Linked DNA regions of Mus musculus: regions 1 and 3 are each linked to region 2. A link is a contact called in public promoter capture Hi-C data. All regions are on one chromosome and are shown on one strand. Each heading gives the region's core, a stretch centred on a gene start, on an enhancer-like site or on the middle of the called end of the contact. The rest is flanking DNA. Distances are from core to core; before and after follow the strand shown. Region 1 overlaps Vps41 (VPS41 HOPS complex subunit). Region 2 holds the start of Cdk13 (cyclin-dependent kinase 13). Region 3 overlaps Vps41 (VPS41 HOPS complex subunit).

Region 1 (2,905 bases), core at 345-2,844, 960 kb after region 2:
TTAAAATAACAATTTCTACAATGCTTTACACATTATAAGTCACCATTCAAGTAATTTATATTTAGAGTAAATGGTTATCTGTTCAAAGTGGCATTCAAGTTATAAGGATCACAGGCTTGTTCTCAGCAATTCTTTGTTTTTATTGGATATTTTCTTTATTTACATTTCAAATCTTATCCCCTTTCCCAGTTTCCCCTCTGAAAACCCCCTCTCCCCTCTCCATCTACCTGCTTCTATGAGGATAGTCACTCACCCACCCACTTCTGCCTCCCTGCCCTGGTACTCCCCTACACTGGGGCATCAAGCCTTCACAGGACCAAGGGACTCTCCTCCCATTGATGACCAACAAGGCTATCTTCTGCTACATATGTGGCTGGAGCCATGGGTTCCTCCATGGGTACTCTTTTGTTGGTTTAGTCCCTGGGAGCTCCGAGAGGTGGGGGTCTGGTTGGTTGATATTGTTGTTCTTCCTATGGGGTTGCAAACCCCTTCAGCTCCTTAATTTCTTTCCTTAAGTCCTCCCCTGGGCCCGCCCCTGCTCAGTCCAGTGGTTGGCCGTGAACATCTGCTTCTGTATTTGTCAGACTCTGGCAGATCCTCTCAGGAGATGGCTATCAGGCTCCTGTCAGCAAGCTCTTCTTGGCATCCACAAAAGTGTCTGGGTTTGGTGACTGTATATGGGATCGATCCCCAGGTGGGGCAGTCTCTGAATGGCCTTTCCTTCAATCTCTGCTCTACACATTGTCTCCATATTTCCTCCCATGAGTATTTTGTTCTGCCTTCTAAGAAGGACTGAAGCATCCATTGGTCTTCCTTCTTCTTGAGCTTCATGTGGTCTGTGAGTTGTATCTTGGGTATTCTGAGCTTTTGGGCTAATACCGACTTTTACACAGTGGAGTACTATTCAGCTATTAAAAACAATGACTTCATGAAATTCTTAGGTAAATGGATGGAACTAGAAAATATCATCTTGAATGAGGTAACCCAGAGCACACATGGGATGGACTCAGCAATTCTTTATTGACAGAGTGCATGCCCGGAAGAAAAGCTTTATTTGTTCCTTATATTGCTTCCTGGCTCACTCTTGACTTCTGTAGCAGGGCCATTTAGTGTTCCTTCTTATCTTAGATGTAGTGTTGCAGGCAACCATTCAAGGTACCATGGTGAGACTAGAATCAGGTTGTCCAAGATCTTCAACTGAGTTGTTAGGACACTTAATATTGTCTCAGAGCAGTAGGATGTGGCTGTGAAGACTGTAGGTGCCGGAGAAGATAAGGTCCAGGTGCTGCCCTGCTCTTCCTGCACCTGCAGCAGAGGGCACCTGCAGCAGAGGGTACCTGCAGGGGGATCTCACGCTGAACAGCATGCCACGTTTTCTTAGTTTAAGAAGGACAAGGCCACGTGCTTTTATCATTGTAGACTGTATTCTTTTCCTTGAAGCAATCTGTGCCCAAATGGTGAATGTCTGTGTAGTGTATGGTTACTTACTGTCTGGTGTTGTGTGCAAGCCAGCCTTCTGCTGCTGTTAATGCTTCAGCCTGATGAGCAAAAGATGCAATTTCACAGGAGGCAGGCAGGTCTAGGGATCAGCAGTACATGACTTCCTTAGAGGCCAATCCCTTCCAGATCCGGTCTTTTCTTTTAAAGGTTGTTAGGATTTAGACCAAGAACATCATCTAATAAGTCCCCTGCAGGCAGAAAGGCCACTCTGTGCCCCAGCTCTGCAGAGGTTGCAGTGTCCTGGCAGTGCACAGCTGTAAAGTCGGAGCCTTTTTTCAGATATGGTCACAAGCTCTTAGTCTTGGATACTGGATAGAGACAGCAGCCTAAGGTTTTAGAGGCCCAGGGAGCCTCTAGCCTTCCAAGGTTACAGTAGTCACATCTAGTCATGTTTCCTTACAGGGGATAGGGAAGGTAGTTAAAAAGTCTTGAGTAGAGGAGATTCTTAAGAAAAACAATACTTAGGATATTTTGGTGCTCAGCAAAAGCCTTTTAAGCATTCTCATGCGTGGTGATAATTTAAGGTCAACAATTAGCTAAGATAGCAATGAGGGCTGGGAATGTAGTCAGTGGTAGAGTCCTCGTTATGATACGAAAACTGAAAATCAAGCAAGCAATCAAGCAGTCAATCAAGCAGTGATCGAATGACATAAAAGGGCAGAGTTATATTCTTTTCAGGCAGGAGAACTTCTGTTCAAAGCTTCTTTTCATTCCTTTCATTTTTACATGACTTTTGGCTTTTCATGTTTTATGAAGGATATTTGTTCAAGCTCAGGTTGTGGACAATTATTTTCTAATCAGGTGATTTGGTTTTTAAGTAGTTAAAATAGGCTGGTCACATACAAATGTCTAATTAAAAATAATATGAGAAAGACTCAAAGATGGCACAAAAGGTGCTGCACAAGTTTGAGGACAGAGTTTTCACCCCAGTATCTGTGGAAAAGCTGGGGATAGCAGTGTGTGCTTGTAACCTCAGCTCTGGCAAGAACGTGGTGCAGATGGACCCTCTGGTTTGCTGGCTGGGTTCAGTGAGAGGCCCTATCTCAAGTAAGGTAGGAGCTAATTGAGGCAGGCATCCAGTGTTTGTGTCTGCCTTCCACAGGCCAAGACAAGCACACATGCACACACCACACACAGCAGCATGCGAAGGAGGCAGAGCACACATCAGATGTTTCCTATTAAGCAGCATTTTTACCTTGACAAGAAGAACTACTTTGGGCTGCTGGGAGGTTTGTATGTAAACAGTGAACTCTATGCATTTTAACCTCTCTGTATTATTGACACTTATTTTTTACGGTTGAGGATGGTCATGGTGACCTATCAAGCCTAGAAGCCACGGGGGGAACATTGCCTACGGTTCAGTATGGCATGCTGTTCCTGAGATCTTGGTAGAGTGCAGTTGACT
Region 2 (2,775 bases), core at 43-2,542:
TCCGGCTGCGGTGGGCCTTGAGGTCCCGGTCCTTGCGGCTGCTACTGCTGCTGGACGTAGCCGACGCGCTCTTGCGGCGGCCGCCGCTGCTGCTGCTGCTGCCGCTCTTGGCGGCCTCCGCCCGCTCCTCGCCGCTGTGTCCGTGGCGGCTGCGGGCCTTTGAGGCCTCGCTGCCGCTGCGCGTCCCGTCCCGCCGCCGGTGCTCGCGGTGGCGCTCCTTGCTGCGGCCGCTGCTGCTGCGGCGGTCCCGGCGCGGCCTGCGCTCCGACCCCTCCGCGCGCCTCTGCGTGCCGGAGGAGGAGGCCGGACTCCCGCCGTTGCCCCCCGTTCCCCCGGCAGCCGTCGCCGCCGTTGCCGCGCTGGCGCCCCCCAGCAGCAGCCCCTGCTCGGACTGGGAGCTCACATCCTCGTACTCCACCAGCGGGGTCACACCCCCGCCGCTACTGGCACCGCCACCGCCGTCCTGCTGCGGCTGGGGCAGCGAGAAGACCCGGCGCTTCTCCGCCTCCTGCCCGGCGCGGGGCCCGCGGCGCCGCTTCTGCCGCCCTCCGGGGCGCCTCTTGCCTCTCGCCAGCCGCTTGACCTCCAGAGGAGGGCCCGGGCTGAAGCAAGAGGAGGAGGCCGCGGCGGCGGCGGCTGCGGCGGCGGCCGCGCCGGGGGCAGCCAGGAAGAGCAGAGGCGGCGGGGGCGGCGGCGGTTGCAGGAGCTGCGGCTGCAGGAGCGGCAACAGCAGCGGCGGCTGCTGAGGGGACAGGAATCGCCTCCGCTTGCGGCGCTCCTCCAACTTCTTCTCGGCCCAGCTCAGGCCCCCGCCTCCCCCCAGCGCCGTGTCCGAGCTACTCGGCATCGCCTAGAGCCCGCCGCAGAGTGCGGCGCGGGTGCGGCCTCCTCCGGGGTCAGACCCTGGCCATGTCCCCCGCCGGGAAGGGGGACGGCAGCCGCGGCGGAGGGGTAGCGAGCAGCAGGGCCGGCCGGGAGTCGCGCCACGATAATCCGGGTCGGGACGCGCGTCCCCGGTTCCAGTCGCGGTGTGTGCGCAGCGGCGTCAGGGCCTGGCGCGGGAGGATCCTATCCTCGGCGGAAAGCCGGCCGTGCCGGGCGGCGGCGGTGGCGGCGGCGGCGGCGGCCTCGGGCTCCGGCGGCGCAACGCGGAAGTGCCACCGCGGGCCGCGCTTCACTCCATCGTCCTGACGTCGGGGGCGAGCTCGCGGGAGGGCAGTGGGCGCGACCACAGCACGCCTCCGTCGCCGGCCGGCCGCGGCGCGTCCACGTCGTCCTGTGGCGGCGGCGGCGACACCCCGCGGCGCTCGGACGGGCCTGGGCCTGGCGCCCCGAGGGCACTGCGCGCAGCTTCCGGAGCGGGGGCGCGGCTCGCTGTCCTCCGCCCCTCCACGCGGGCTCCGCGCGCGCCGCTCGCCCCTCCCTGCCCTCCGCGTTCTCCCTGCGGGACGGCGACGCGACTGGCTGGCCGAGCCCTCGCCGCGCACCACCCACTCGCCGCGTTCCTCAAGACTTTTGCCCCTAAACCCAACGCTAGGTCGGCGGCGCGCACGCTCGTCACGTTCGGGGACGCCGATGGAGAGAGCGAGCGCGGGCGAGGGGAGGTGCTGCGTGCTCGCGCCCGCCGGGACCCTGGCCGTCACCGGAAGTGACGCGAGGAGCCACTCCACTTCCGGCAGGGGTGGGACGGAGGAGCAGGGTTAAAGAAAGGAGAGGAGGCGTGGGCTGCGCTGTGCTGTCGCTGGAGGCCTTCCCTCCGGCGCCACTCATGGCGCTTGTTGCTCGCCTCCAGTGAAAAGGTCACGGCAGGACCCGGGAGAACCTTGACGACTACCTTTTCCCCAGCCACGGGATCGGAACATCTGTGAGAGCAGACTCCCCACAGAGGGCGAATGTGACGTTAGCTTGACTAGACTCACGTACGCCCAAGTTCAAGGACCCATCGTAACCTAAAAATATACTTGGTGTTCATAGCTTCGAGCTTCCGCGACACTGACGTTTCGGAACCTTTAAAAAGCCTTACACAGGGCTGGAGAGGTGGCTCAGAGGTTAAGAACACTCACTGCTCTTCCAGAGGTCCTGAGTTCAATTCCCAGCAACAGTATGGTGGCTCACAACCAGCTGTAATGGGGATCCCTCTTCTGATGTGTCACATACATGAAATAAGTAAATCTCTTTATAAAGCAAAAGCATTAAGTAAATCTGAAAGATGAGTCAAAATATCAAGGAGGACTACTAAAAATCCCAGGAACCTTAAAAACATTTTGTAGTAGTGGAAGCTGCCCTCTTTGTACTTTCACCTGTAATTATATCTAACTAAAGCTATGAGCTGTCAGCTACATAATGCCCTCATCTCTTGCCTTAAGATTGCCCTTCAGTTAGAGGCTAGGTATTCGGGGTAATTAGATTAAAATCTAAAAGGCTTATTGGTCATTAATACTGGAAAGAAGATAAACATTGCTCAGTGGGTACATGTAATTACCCCTTAACAAATTTATTCAGATCATCAGCTGGCTTTTAGTTCTTAAATACTTAGTAATCAAGTTGACCTCAGCATCATCTCACAAACTGATGGAAGCTCAGACTTTGAAGTTTACAAAAGATACTTGCTAGAAGATAGGTTTGAATAGCTACTTCTGACAAAGACAGGCCTGAGTGGAACACCCAGTGGAACCTTCTACACAGAAGGGGGCAAAGCAAAGATACTGGGAAACGAAATTTCAGAAGTATGTTACCTAAAGCAAATTTCTTCTTGACATCATTGTTAACTCGGAG
Region 3 (3,185 bases), core at 318-2,817, 980 kb after region 2:
TGTCAAAGAAAACTCTCTGTGGTGACCTTTAATTTTTATGATCTTTATCTCAACCTTGATCTTTATAGAAGTCAATACTCTAGGCTATCATTGACTGGATTCCCTTTATAGATTAGTATAATCTTCAGTGACCAGTAACCAAATAAATACAGAATATGGAGAAGAGAAGTGGAACTGCTGTGTTAATTCAGTAGTGTACCTTGTGAGTGCGCAGCTTAGGACATGACATGACTGAAGTGAAGCATTGTCCATAGTTTTCCAGAAGACTGTAGGACTGCCACTGACACCGTTGAGACATCACCTATGAGGGTACGGGATTTCCGGTCTTCCTGTGTGCTCAGCTAAGCTTACTGTTAATGATCATGCACGTGGTGTGGTGGTGGTGTCATCTTGTTTTTAAGAAAGGGTCTCATTTGTAGCTCAGGCTGGCCTGGAACTTGAGATTCTCCTGCCTCAGCCTTCCAAGTACTAGCGTTACAGGTGTGTGGCCAGCTTTACCTGAGGTCTCAGCTTGCTCCTCCCTCAGTGGTGTCTCTTTCAGTGTTCTTTAACATAAGAAGGCACTTAACTTCTGAGGATTGTCGGGGACAACCCTGAAGGCCAGTGCCTGTTTCGTAGGAGCTTGCTTGGCTTTGTGTTTGTCACATCTAGGCTTCAGTAAGTAAGTAGGCTTCCGTAAGCATGCGGCGCTGGTCTTCAGGAGGTCATTCATGGCTCACCCAACTTCTAAATGGTACTTATCTCTATTCTGATGAATACCCTGTTTCCTTTATTTCTCCTCTCATGAAAGCTCTCTTAATTCAGGCACAGATTTTTTTCCTCCACAGTTTGACAACCAGCTTTCCAATGTTGTTATACTATTTTGCTCTTTTTGGCGTTCATGTGAAAACATGCTTGCCTTATTTGCGTATTTTCTATTGTCTGGCATGATGTTTTCCTACAGGAGCTTTGGTACACTTGGATTCTGGTCACATCGATTGATTTTGATGATCATAGGCAGGTCTTTAGGTTATCAGCAGAATCATCCTTTGAACAAGCACATTGGTGTGGACTTTAGCATCCTTAGCAGCAGGATAGAGCAAGATTTTCAACCCACATTGGGTATTATCTGTTGTGACCATTACAGATATCACTTCAACCCACCAGAAAGAGATGTAGTTTGTCTAAGGTGAGCCGACTGTTAGTCCTCAGGGATCTAACTGCTTATCATCAGAGGTGAGGCCTGTTATGGGGTTAGAGTTGTTAATGAGTTGTAGTAGTGTCTGACCCGAGACTGTGTTGTAAAGATGTTGTGCTGGGAAGAAAGTAGATGGAATTGGGAGCTAGTTGTGTAGGCATTAACACTGAGCACATCACTATGGGCCCATGCTGATTTCCTCCATTACCAGTCAGTGATACAGGGCCTGCCTTACTGTGTGGAAATTGCTTGTCTCCATCGATCCTCCCATCGTCCAGTAAAGGCCTGACTGAGTGCAGTGTTTGCTGAGTGCAGTGTTTGCTGAGTGCAGTGTTTGCTGAGTGCAGTGCTTGACTGTTCTGCTTCAGAAACATCAGTTTCAGGAATTTATAAAAAGGAAGAGATTTCATACCCTCCCAGCAGTGAGAGCCACAGCAGCTGTGGCGTGTGCTGGCCATGCCTGGGATCCATTTAGAAAGAATTCCACATTATGTCATGCTCGAATAGTTCTAGACAGTTAGCAGAAAGAACAGCAAAGATTTGCTTATTTGAGTCAAGGTCTGTGAATGTAGCCACAGACTGGCCTCAAATGAACAATTCTCCTATTTCATCCTCCTGCTTGTTGGATTATAAGCATAGGTGTATTGACCATACCTGGCTGAAAGGTTTTATTTTCTAATGGGTGAATTTGTCTATTGAGAGAATTCTCTGCTTGAAGCTTGGGTGAACGAATCATTCATTCACAACTTATGAACATTAAAACAAGAAAAACATTGAGTTCACATAGTCTTTTTTTGAGTACAAAAAATGAGTTTGTTATTTAAAATATTACACAGAAGTCTCATTAGCCTGTGTTGATGTAATAAAATGCTATTAGACTGGGCAGTTTTTTAACAAGGGAACATTATTTCTGACAACTGTGAACATGAGGATCCTGGGTTCAGTGTTTGGGGAGGAATGTCCTCCCTGCTCCCAGAGGACACTGCCACAGTCCTCCCTGGTTTGAAGGATGCATTTGTCTCCTTAGTGTCTGAAAGCAGGAAGACAAATGTGCCTACTTAGCTTTCTTTATTCCCTTTATACTGGTACTGGTGTATCATTCTTGAGGGAACATCCTGCAGGAGGCCATCCCCCATAATACCATTACTTTGGACATTGGATTTCAACAGGAAAATCTGAGGGAGACAGACATTCAGACCAAGAGCATATATGCACATGGCCTCAGGGTGAATTTCTACATAAGTAAAGAAGTTCTAGAGACCAGAAAGAACGTAAACCCATCTCAAGTGCTGGAGTCATCAATAAGGGTCCTAACACCACCTTTAGTTCTGTTTCTGTGGTAACTCTTACACTTGCCATACTCTCCTGGTAAGACTAGGAATTAATTAGAACCAAACTGTTGGGGCTGGAGAGTCAGCTTAGTGGTTAAGCGCTGTTGCTCTTGCAGAGGATTGGGTTTACCGCCTAGTAACTCTGTAACTCTAGCTCCCAGCAGATCTGATAACCTGTCTTCTGGCTTTTTCCGGCATCAGGCAACAACCATGTGATGCATGTACATACATTCAACCAAAACACTCATAAACATTTTTTAAAAATCATAAATAAATGAAACAAGTCTATTAAATATTTTTGTCCATTAATATGAACATAATTCTAGCCTGTGAGTTAATATTCCCACCCCTTGTTATATGGGCCTCACACATGTGTGTAAGTTAATCAGGAGATTAGGAAAGGATGTCTGCAGAAGCACTGCAAACAAAGTTCTGATCTGGTGCCAAAGCAACTGGCTGTCAGTGGAAGGAGAACATGAATTGTGACAAAGTCACACATTGTCAACCTCACAGCAGCGACAGAGAGCCAGCCGCTGCAGCATACAGAAAGCTCACAGGGGCACTGCTGAGAAGGGCAGCGGTGGCCTGGCATGTGTTTCCATTTGTGTGAGACTTAAATGGCAGGGTGGCTTGTGATAGGTGGTGGTAGGATTCAGGGTATCGTTCTCTGAGAAGTA

Evidence for each region. Promoter capture Hi-C pulls out the DNA fragments that hold promoters and counts their contacts.
Region 1: a promoter capture Hi-C map of pre-B cells shows a contact between it and region 2. The contact joins the enhancer-like site here to the promoter of Cdk13 in region 2. A contact is called at or near these places in 7 of 39 promoter capture datasets (the 3T3-L1 cell line, cranial neural crest, frontonasal cranial neural crest and 4 more).
Region 3: a contact with region 2 is called in a promoter capture Hi-C map of second pharyngeal arch cranial neural crest, with 2.9 times the contacts expected there. The contact joins the enhancer-like site here to the promoter of Cdk13 in region 2. A contact is called at or near these places in 6 of 39 promoter capture datasets (cranial neural crest, frontonasal cranial neural crest, hippocampal neurons and 3 more) and 1 of 115 datasets of contacts at active chromatin or transcription factors (embryonic forebrain).

What each region holds. Positions count from the first base shown.
Region 1 is chr13:18,762,562-18,765,466 of GRCm38.p6, forward strand. All of the region lies in intron 4 of Vps41 (VPS41 HOPS complex subunit), which reads left to right. Among named protein-coding and RNA genes, the nearest start is that of Vps41, 47 kb to the left of the region's middle. Within about 2 kb of position 1,595, at least 3 of the 459 cell types and tissues checked have an H3K27ac peak or open chromatin away from gene starts, as enhancers often do.
Region 2 is chr13:17,803,805-17,806,579 of GRCm38.p6, forward strand. It overlaps Cdk13 (cyclin-dependent kinase 13), which reads right to left and starts at 1,293. Exons shown (of 14, transcript NM_027118.1): 1 at 1-1,293. The coding sequence starts at 847.
Region 3 is chr13:18,787,239-18,790,423 of GRCm38.p6, forward strand. All of the region lies in intron 5 of Vps41 (VPS41 HOPS complex subunit), which reads left to right. Among named protein-coding and RNA genes, the nearest start is that of Vps41, 72 kb to the left of the region's middle. Within about 2 kb of position 1,568, at least 13 of the 459 cell types and tissues checked have an H3K27ac peak or open chromatin away from gene starts, as enhancers often do. A contact at or near this core is called in second pharyngeal arch cranial neural crest, where this site is marked.